Regions from separate parts of the Mus musculus genome. Here region 1 is linked to region 2. The links are chromatin contacts, called in public ChIA-PET maps. All regions are on one chromosome and are shown on one strand. Each heading gives the region's core, a stretch centred on a gene start, on an enhancer-like site or on the middle of the called end of the contact. The rest is flanking DNA. Distances are from core to core; before and after follow the strand shown. Region 1 holds the start of Phlda1 (pleckstrin homology like domain, family A, member 1). Region 2 holds the start of Csrp2 (cysteine and glycine-rich protein 2).

Region 1 (5,477 bases), core at 2,562-5,061, 590 kb after region 2:
AAAGAATTTATAATGACAGTAATAATTGCTGCCATTTAGATTGAAGAAAGCTTAAGCAGTTACTTGGGTGTTTAGTGAAGTGCAGTTTGTTAACTTTTTTTTGAAAATTCCCATTGTGTAGGTCTGACTGGCCTGGGCCTCACTGTGTAGAGCAGGTTGGAAACTCCCAGGTCTCCCTGCCCCCAGGAGCTGCACACCGAGGCATGCCTGGTGCTGGTCAAACTTTGATAGGAAATAAAATTAGGAAGGGATTAGCTGCAGCCTAAGGTGAAGTTTTAAAGCTTTGGGTGACAAAAGGTTGCAGGGTTTGGGAAAGGCAGTGGCGTTAGCATTGCTTGGAGGCCGTTGAATGCTGTGCTGCCCAGTATTCAAGGCAGCCGCCTAGAGCTCCAGTTTGAAGATGCCAGATGCTGATGTGTTCTGTGCCGTGTGCAGATGCACTTCGACTTTCACCTGCCTACCCCTTCTGAAGGGTTGCCTGCAAGGAGTGAAAACTAAAGGCTAGTTTGCAGGGGCTGAGAGTCTCATGGGGGTCCGGGTAGAAGGTAATTAAAAATCTTCTCTAGTACTTGGAGCTGGGCAGGTGGGCTAGAGATGAGTATTTACAAGGCCCTAGGTCCCATGGCCAGCATAAGAAAAGGGAAAGAAAAGGTGCTATGGGCACTGTTTGTTCCATGAAACAGAACGCTGGCAGGGTGGGTGTTGCCAGAGAGCAAACCTCAGTCACTGTAGGTGCTGTTAGGTGATTTAAGATTTACCTCCTTTGAACGCCTCTTGAGGCGTTCAGGTGCACTACATAAACTGGTCACTAGGGGGCATCAGCTCATCAGCCTGTACTGCAAAAAGCTATAGCCCTGAGAAGTCTATTAAAAATTAATAGACTTTAGAAGTTAGAAATTAATTTTTGAGGGTTCCCCCCAAGAAAACTAGGAAATAGTTGGGAAATCTTGGGTTTTATCAATGTGGGTGGGACTATTTGTGTTTTAAACACTGATAAAATACCTGATAATTTCATTGTATAGTAGCTTTTTAACTTTTTTTGTGCATATAGTGGGGTGGCAAGTATGCCATAGCCTTTAAGACCAGCAACTGTAACATCTGAGCCATTTTGTCCACTCTTGTTACTCTTGCAGGCATTGGGATGCTGGTATAGGAATACCTAACACTATTGCTAAAAAACTCCAAGCCCCATGGGATTCAATGTATATGGTAATTAGGGAATAATATGAGTCAAGTTTAGTGCGTGCTGTAGTACGTTTTAAAGATACACCAAGTGCAGATAGGGTTTGCTGGCTAGGTACTGAGAGGAAAGAATGGTGAAAGGCACGTGTTCTCAACGCATTTGCAATCTTTATGACCCATGTGTTGAAGTAGTTAAAAAAAAAAAAAAACCTTGATGACACAGGAAACTGGGAAGCGAGGTCTGGGATTACGGCAGAACACAGCTTGTGCACGGAGCTGGTCTGTTGCCCACACCCGACCTTGCTTCCCTCCCTCCCGCCCTCTGAGCTGTCTAGGCCCCTTGTCCATCAGAGTGCAGGGTGCTGGTGATGAATGCATTCGTTCTCTGCTTGCCATGTAGGTGGTGTATTTAGAGTCCTCAGTGGGTGTGTCCTGAGTAGACATTTTCATGAAATTGGGTCCTAAGGCTTGGAGCTCTAGTGTCTAAACCAGTTCATCCCAGAAGACCTTTTGTATGTTTACTGATTCCTAGTTACATGGTAACTAGAGTTTTCTTTTCAGGGTCCTTTTAAGTAAAATATCCCATTTTCCGTGATCAGTTCTTAAAGTCAAAGGCGCGTTTATAAGAGCTACTGAGTATCAGGCGTTTATAAGAGCTACTGAGTATCTAGCTTGGGGAATCTGCTTCACTCTTTGGCAATAAGTACTTGGCTATGCCAGGAAGGTGGAAAACAGAACACCTTAAAAACAAGTTGAATGAACCATTAATTATGTAAAGGAAAACATTTTTAATGTTTCCTGCATTTTCTGACGATTTATCTTTTGAGGATTTTGTTTGTTTGTTTGTTTTCTTTAGGAAAAAGTCTCTCTAGCCAGTTAAGTGAGGTGGCAGTTGAAATAAACAGAGCAGAGTTTCAGGCTACAAAATTCTGAAACTTAAATTTCCAATAATGGAACTTATTGTGGTCAATGTACACATAGCTTACCACAGAAATACTAATTGTGAAACAGCCAGAGGGAATCAGGGAATTTTAAAGTCTTTAGTCAGAATGAAGTGAACACGTTGGAAATCTATGATGACTGGGCATTTGCAACTGTTTTAGGAAAAATAGTGCCTGGTAAACTGGGCTACAGTTCACAGTTCAGTGCTTTTCCAAATGGGATACCTTTCTCAACTATGCCTCTCTGTGTTGGCTACAAACCTCTACCTGGCTTTAGGGACTCTGGATACTATAAATGCACTTTCCAGATAACAAGAGAATGCTGTTCTGCTGAAAAAAGACAGCTGGTAGTATAGGAACTCTGGAGTGCTGACCTGTTCTACAGAGGTGGGGGAAAGAAATTAAGGTGGTTAGTAATCAGAATTACAAGTCTATTCTTGGTATACACAAAGATAATGCTTATGCATGATCACATTAGAAATCTTTACATTTGTTTTTTTGGGGGGGGGGGGGAATGGGGAACAAAAACGAAAGGCTGTAAAATGAGTCCAAATGTAAGACTCAGAATTGTTTTTTTTGAACTGGTCCATTTGATCAGAACCTTGGGTGAAGGTCCAAGAACTCTGTTTTCGAGAAGACATTTCTGTTAGCTCTCAGATTAAGTTCGAGTTTCATAGCACGACACACGAAAGACTTTGAATAGTTCATCCTCGACATTCTCTTCGATTGGATTCCTGATTCTTCCTGGCGGTGTGGCAGCAGCCCTTGTCTGACCAACAGCCTGTTTTGTCCTATCTCCTTATGGTGAGAGGAGGCTTAGAGGTTATTTTCCCAAACTGGAGACTAGATCTGTGCTTTATAGTCTACCTTATCAGGAAAGGTTTAAAGGCAAGACGGAGACTAGGACTTTCCAGAGTCAGATTCCCACAGGTGTTTGTAGGACATTCGCCAAGGCTTGTGTGTATGACCTCCCAATGCTGGACATCTGCCTACCCTGCTACTGCTGTGGACTGCAAGGTCTGATCTAGAAGGAAACCCGAGGGCCTAGAGAGATGGCACTCCTCGCAGAGGTTCAATTCCCAGAACCTGTTCTAGGGATCTGCTGATTTCTGACCTGCGTTCTCATACAATACGTACTACACACACACAAGCAAAACATACACTCACAAAAACAAAAACCGCTTGGTGAGTCTGGCTATTTTGCCTGTGTTCTGTGGCAGGAAAGGAAGTCAAGAATGTATACCTGGAGTGAGTCCACCCTTATTTCCCTGTCACTACAAACTGGTAGCTTTATTGTTTTGCCTTAGCTAATTGCCCCCAGGAACAACTATTTATTTAATGGCTGAACAACACCAACAACAAAAAAGCTCGAAGCACTCTTGGGTTTTGTTCCCTGAGATGTTTACATAGCTATGGGGGGGGGGGGGGTAATGCCCGCTATGGAACTTCGTCCCCTAAGTTTTATGCCCTTGTCTGGAGTCGGCTCCGCGTTGACCCCAGGGGTGGCTCCCCAGGCCTGCCTGGATCTGCTACCCACCCCCGCAGCGGAGAGCCCACCTGCTAAGGAAGGGCCGGTCCGTGGGGGGATGGTTTTTCGGCGCCCTCTGGGCGTCGGCAGTCGCCGCCCGGCAGCCGCGGCGACCTCAGCGACCGCGTGGAGCCTCCAGGAGTTTCCAGAACCTGCTTCCAGGCGGCGCGGGCGGCCGTGGGCGGTGGGGCGGGGCGGGGGCGGAGCCGGCGGCGGGGCTGGGGCGGAGCCGGCGGCGGGGGGCGTGTCCGCGGCGGGCTCTGGGAAGGCCCCAAGTTAATGAGGCGTACGCCGGCTGCCGAGCGCCTCTCGGAGCTGGGTTTTCCCCCGCGGCGCGGGCGCCAGGAGCCGCCTTTTCCGCTGGGTGTCACTCGGGGGTGGGGAGGGTGGCCCATTGAAAAGCGCCGCGAGGGGCCCCGGCCAGTGCCCTTCAGTGAGCGCTCGCCGGAGGACGGCAGAGAGCAGCCCGCTCACGGCTCCGGGATCTTGTGGCGAGTCAGGACGCGCCTGTCCCTCTGCCGGGACCCCGAGCCACCGCCGCCGCCGCCACCGCTCTGTCTCCTGCGAGTCAGCCTTCTCTGCGCGCTCCGGGCGGGCGGCCGCGGAAGCCGCTGGGGCGAGGACGGCGCAGGGCTGCTACTGCTACCCCCAGCCGGAGCGTCTGGAAGCCTGAAGGCCGAGCGGAGCAGCAGCACCCCTTATGCCGGAAGGATGCTGGAGAACAGCGGCTGCAAGGCGCTGAAGGAAGGAGTGCTGGAAAAGCGAAGCGACGGGCTGCTGCAGCTCTGGAAGAAAAAGTGCTGCATCCTCACCGAGGAAGGGCTACTGCTCATACCGCCCAAGCAGCTACAACAGCAGCAGCAGCAGCAACAGCCCGGGCAGGGGACGGCCGAACCGTCCCAACCTAGTGGCCCCACCGTCGCCAGCCTTGAGCCACCAGTCAAGCTGAAGGAATTGCACTTTTCCAATATGAAGACTGTAGACTGCGTGGAGCGCAAGGGCAAGTACATGTACTTCACTGTGGTGATGACGGAGGGCAAAGAGATCGACTTTCGGTGCCCCCAGGACCAGGGCTGGAACGCCGAGATCACGTTGCAGATGGTGCAGTACAAAAATCGCCAGGCCATACTGGCGGTCAAGTCTACCAGGCAGAAGCAGCAGCACCTGGTCCAGCAGCAGCCTCCGCAGACGCAGCAGATCCAACCCCAGCCCCAGCCGCAGATCCAACCCCAGCCCCAGCCGCAGATCCAGCCTCAACCCCAACCCCAGCCCCAACCTCAGCCCCAACCTCAGCCCCAACCCCAACCCCAACAGCTCCACTCCTACCCGCATCCGCATCCTCATCCTTACTCTCACCCGCACCAGCACCCACACCCGCACCCGCACCCGCACCCTCACCCTCACCCTCACCCGTACCAACTCCAGCACGCGCACCAGCCTCTTCACTCGCAGCCGCAGGGTCACCGGCTTCTCCGCAGCACCTCCAACTCTGCCTGAAGAGGGCGGCACCCGGGCCACTCAAGGTAAGGTCCTGGCAACCTGGGACACCTAGAAACGTGCCAGCATGGCTGTTGGGAAGAGTAGGAAGCTTGTTGACCGATTTCGCTCCCGAAGCAAAGTTTAAAAAAAAAAATCGTTTCAAGTTTCTGGAGAGGTGGAAAGAAGATGGGCAAGCCGGAGCTTGTAGAGGCAGGGCGGGGAGAGAAGAGCCGGAGGAATTCCGCCAGGGAGCAGGGCACGGGGACCACCTACCCACCACCGTGGTGATCACTCTTGTTCAGTGCCATCCTCCTTTGGGCTGCTTTATTGTGTGCCTCCGCACCAAC
Region 2 (5,327 bases), core at 2,063-4,562:
TTGTTTTCTGTGTTGCCCATGAGCAAAATGGGAACCACCTGCTCTGTTCAGGATGGATTTAACAACTCCTTTCCCTTCTAGTCTAGGTGGCTCCTAGGAAAGAGGGCTCCGCCTTAAACTAAAGAGGCTTTGGGTGTCTAGTCACAGCAGTTTGATTGGCAGCTTTTAAGAAAAGATAAGAAATGGAAACAATACGACTATTTGAAAAATCTAAGCTTCAAACACAACGTTATAAAGGAACTCAGCCTTGGTTCAAGTTGCCTCAGGACACTGACCTTGGCACAGAATTTTGACTGAAAATTGGTTCCAGACATGGAAGGATCTGATACACAGGCACTGTGTGGAAAATGAAAACTCCTTCTAGACATTTTTTTTTAAAACCTTCCATTTTGCCTTCAAGGTTGAAGGGGTCAAACAGATAAGAACTATGTGGCCGTAAGGAGGACTTAGTCTTGCCCACAAAGTTGAATTTTTCCAACTAGCCCTTCTCCAGGCACACAAATCTCTTTCTACTAAATTCTCCTAGTTGTTTTAGAGAACACTTAATACCTCTCTACTTCAAAACCTTTAAGAAGGTATCTTGACTGGTTAGCAGAAGACGACCTCTGCTTCTTTCTTTAAAAAGCAAAACGGGGTTTTATGATATCCATTCCTAATATAACAATCACCTAGGGAATATTTAGCTTGGGCCGGGTGCTATGCTTGGTATTTTGCATACAGCAAATCATTTGTTCTCTTACAAGCTGCATAGTGTTATCTTATAGATGTGATGGCTTGAATAAGAATGGCCTCCATGAGCTCCTATGTTTGAGTGTCCAGTCACGAGGAATGGCACTGTTTGAGAAGGATTAGGAGGTGTGGCCTTGTTGGAAGGAGTATGTCACTGGGGCTGATTTCATGGTAAGGGGTCATCACAACATGAGGAACTGCATTAAAGGGTTGCAGTGTTAGGAAGGTCGAGAATCACTGCCTGCGAGGCTGTTTCAGAACCAAGCTGGCACACTGCGGAGCTGAGTGTTGAGACCACGTGTTCTAGCCAAAAGTCACACCTTTTCTCACTACCATTTCTATTTTAAAAGCTAAAAGAACTTATTCACATTCACAACTGAAATTCCGACTTTAAACATTTAAATAAGTAAATGATATTTTAAAATATTGATAGTTAAATACAAATACATTTAAAAAAAATCAATGTACACCAGTCCCGGGTTTACTGAAATATATACAGAGAACAGACAACAGAACTACTTTTGTCTTAGGGTTTCTATTTTTGTGAAAAGATGTTACAAGTCTTTTTTTTTTTTAAGATTTATTTATTTATTATATGTAAGTACACTATAGCTGTCTTCAGACACTCCAGAAGAGGGCGTCAGGTCTCATTACAGATGGTTGTGAGCTACATTGTGGTTGCTGGGATTTGAACTCAGGACCTTCAGAAGAGCAGTCAGTGCTCTTACTCACTGAGCTATCTCACCAGCTCCTGTCACAAGTCTTATAAAGAAAAATAGTTCATTGGAGCTGGCTTACAGTTCAGAGGTTTAGTCCATTATCATCGTGGCGGAGAACATAGCAGCACACAGGCTGTGAGGCTGGAGAGACAGCTGAGAATTCTACATCTTGGTGGGCAGGCAGCAGGAAGAAAGAGACACACTGGACCTTACGCTTCTGAAACCTCAAAGCCCACCCCCAATGACACACTGCCTCTAAAGAGGCCACGCCCACTCAAAATGGCCACACCTTCAAATAGTGCCGCTTCCTATGAGCCTATGGGGCCGTCTTCGTTCAAACCCACCACAACTTCCATAAATAGCTTTGCTACACATGATAAGTTTTGACCTTAGACTGTAGGGACAGATAGTTTGACAGAAAAACAACAGGTCCAGTCCTTAGGCCCCTTCCTCAGAGAAACTCTAGTGGACCTCAGGAGTAGCAGAAAAAGGACAATCGCTTGCTGAAAAAAAGGGAACATGAACTACCCTGCTTCCTTCAGTGAAAACAAACCAGAAGCCCCTCCCGTAAGAAGTGCAGCAAGCTGCGGAGGTAAAGCAAACAGATCGGAATCGTGAATGTAAGAATTGCTGGTATTTAGAAAAGCTCACAGCAGGCACCCATGCTTTCAAACTCCTGCCGCAATCTGGGGGAGATGTCAATCACTACTTGCACTGTTTTTCAACAGTCCTTGGTGGACAGAGAATCTGGCTGCAATTACGAGCTTATTTTGGATTGGGCCCAGCATACGACATAAAAAGGCATAAACCAGGCCTGTACTTTGTCACCGGAGGGGCCTTCCTCAACTCTGCCTCCTCCTACCCCCCCTAACAGGGCCTTTGGCAACGTAAGCGGGAAATTTTTTATTGTCGCAACGCGAGGGTACTGGCATCTATCAGTTAAAGTCATCCTAACCCCCACCAAAGAACTAGGCTATTAACAGCATGATGTTGCGCCTGGATGAAAGGGGTGATCGATTTGTGACAGAGGGGAGTAGTTTTGGTCGCTGCCTATTGCGGCGTGGAGGTCACCACTCTTCAAATACTAATTCTTAGGGCAACCCACTACTGATGACAGAGAAGTGGATCACCAAATGTCCTAGAATACAAACCAGATAGAGATGACATTATTTTGCTTTTTGTCTAGAACAATAATATGTCACCTCAAGCCCAGATTTTAGGTCCTTTCTGCTGTCTTCGCCGGCGAGACATCCCTGGACTTTTCGGACAACTGCAAACAATTGCAAACTGAAACCCGAAGCCTTTTGGCGCCAGGGTTTCTGCGTGGGTTGTGGGTTTCTTCCCCCCTCAGCAAAGAGTGGTGGGGGAAAGCAAAACACTTGGGGAATGAGGTGTTTTCATAACGTCATTTGTTTAGTCTAGATGAGGAATGCAGCTCTTTCGCGACAGGAAAGCTGCGGATTCCAGAAGCCGGGATTCTGACCAGAGACTATCCTGCACCGGGGAGTCCTGCACCCCGGAGGCTAACATATGGCGTTTGTGCAGTAAAGGGTGGCGGGAATCCCACGGGGCGACACCGGATCTCGCTGGCTCCGGGCCGATCCTGAGTGCTCCGGACGTCCCGGGACCGGCGGGTAGGAGCAGCCGGAGACGGTGGGAGACTCGGACGCGCGGGAAGCCGCAGGAAGAGGCGGGATTCCGGTCTTTTGTCTCGGGGCCAGAGCTCGAAACCCGCAGCGGGAGCCCAGCTCAGCGGGCCGGGCGGAGACCATCGCACACCCCGAGGGGCATGACCGATGATGGGCGTGGCGAACAAGGCCACGCCCAACATAAGTCTTTAAAAGCGGGCACACGCGCTCCCGCCAGTCTCCGGATCCGCCCGCGGCTTTCCTCGGTCAGACCTCGTTAGCTCCGCCCGCCGCGTGCTCCCTCCTCCCACTCGGGTGAGTCCTAGGAAGCCTGCAGCCCCGCGGTCCCTGTCATCTCCACCCCTGCTCCTGACTATGCTTCCACCCGTCCTCTCACTTCTGCCCCAATGCGGGGTCCACTAGCACACCTGCTGTCGCCCCCAGACCATCCCTGCCCTGGGACCTCATGTCCTTGGGGCAGGTAAATCATCCCCTGTGACCTTTAATTTTCCATCCTGTTCTCTGGGAGAGAGGCGAGCTGGGAGTTTCTCGTGGCCGCCAATGCCTCTTTTTGTAGCCCCAGGCTCCCTCCCAGGGCTGATTCTCCCCTTCGGGTAGGAGGGGTTAGAGGCTTCGGGGCTCCAGTGCCCCAAGGGTGTGTCTGCCCAGCCCTGACGACCTTCTCGGGAATTGGGTGGGTACTCTGGGGTGGTGGGCGTCTCCATACCCTCTGAGCTCCAGTTCTCCTGTGGCGAAACGGAGCTCCTGGCCATCGCCTTTGTTCGGTGGTCTCTGCCCACCCGGCACAGAAGGAACCATAGTGAAATTCTAGTTGAACATTCCTAGCTTTTCCTGGTGCTTTCTACCTTTAAAGTACAAACAAGGATACAGCATTGCTTGGTTCTGAAATTCTGCAACAGGTCCTAAAAGTCACAGTATGGGTTCAGAGCTAGATAATAGTTATAGGCATCCGTGAGGTAAGGGGTGAGGTGAGGGGAGAGCTCTTGAAACTTCTGCCCCCTTGGAAGCCAGGACTTTGAACTTTATTTGTTTACCTGATTACTTTTTGAGTAAATATTTGGTTTGACCTGTTTTGTTTGAGTCGCATACATTTTTACTTTATTAAATGCTTTTCAGTTCGGGGCGGGGGGGGGGCTGGGTGTAGTAATTTTTTAACTTGGGCAGCGAAAATAGTTAAATTATTGACTTTTTCAATGCGTGCTTAATCTCTACTTACATAAAACCAAAGAATCCAAAAAGGAAGTGATTCTTGTACCCAGATTCTTCAAGAAAGATTTAAACGGTAGATTTCAAAAGAGAGACTCATACAATCTCAACACTGCATACAAGTGACATTTGGGACCCTATTCTCTGCCATTGCCTTGTAATTGTTACTGATAATTCCTTCATTACTCCTCAAGGCTGTTTGACCCCACTTTTTATAGCCAGGTTGCCATAGACGTATACATCCCATGAGTCTCTGGAACACTGTTTGCTTAGTTATCTTGAATATGTTGGAGCACACCTCGGTGCTTGTTAACTGAATAAAGAAGGCGGGAACAGACAAGGCCCCGTTGTGGGGAGCAGTAGATATTTATTAACAGATTTCAGCCAACGTGGTGTTTTTTTTTTTTTTTTTTAACACCATAAATTGTTAACAGATTCCTCCCAATCTTGTTTGAAAATTTTTGGCTGATATGGAATATGCTCAAGAGCATGCTAAAATCAGTACTGATTGGAGGGCCATCCTGGTGAAGTTGCACAGTCTTGGACTTGAGGGAAATTGTATCTTTATTAAAAGATAGCATAAATGTTGGTATCAAGTAGGGGGACAGGATACTAGGTCCAGGCATAACTCTGTCAATACATAGCTTTGAGAGCTCAAGCCTTTGGTTTCCATTTTCCTTCTGTTACAAATGAGAGGGATGAATGAGATGGACATAGGGGACCCTCTAAGGGAGAGGAGGTGTAACATGGGAGGGCAGAAATCAAGTCTAGAGTGTCACTCCCAAGTCAGTACCCCTTGGTTTGGTGCCCCTAACACGTTAACACTCTCTGGTCTCAGCCTTGTGAAATAGGTCTAATAGCATCCTTGCTGGGGTGGTGGGGGAGAGGGAAAGGGTGTGTCTGGGTAGGGTGTGTGTGTAAGGAATGCCTAAGTACAAGGTACAACCTTAGGGATATGTATGTGGTGGGTTGCTTGTGGTTTTAGATAACTTCCTGCGCTTTCTGAAACTTGGAGTGAAATGGT

Evidence for each region. ChIA-PET counts read pairs in DNA pulled down with a chosen protein or histone mark.
Region 1: an RNA polymerase II ChIA-PET map of memory CD8 T cells shows a contact between it and region 2, with 12 read pairs. The contact joins the promoter of Phlda1 here to the promoter of Csrp2 in region 2. A contact is called at or near these places in 1 of 39 promoter capture datasets (pre-B cells) and 1 of 115 datasets of contacts at active chromatin or transcription factors (memory CD8 T cells).

Annotation. Positions count from the first base shown.
Region 1 is chr10:111,502,475-111,507,951 of GRCm38.p6, forward strand. Phlda1 (pleckstrin homology like domain, family A, member 1) reads left to right here and starts at 3,812. Exons shown (of 2, transcript NM_009344.3): 1 at 3,812-5,174. The coding sequence starts at 3,931. The coding sequence ends at 5,148.
Region 2 is chr10:110,916,864-110,922,190 of GRCm38.p6, forward strand. Csrp2 (cysteine and glycine-rich protein 2) reads left to right here and starts at 3,313. Exons shown (of 6, transcript NM_007792.4): 1 at 3,313-3,391.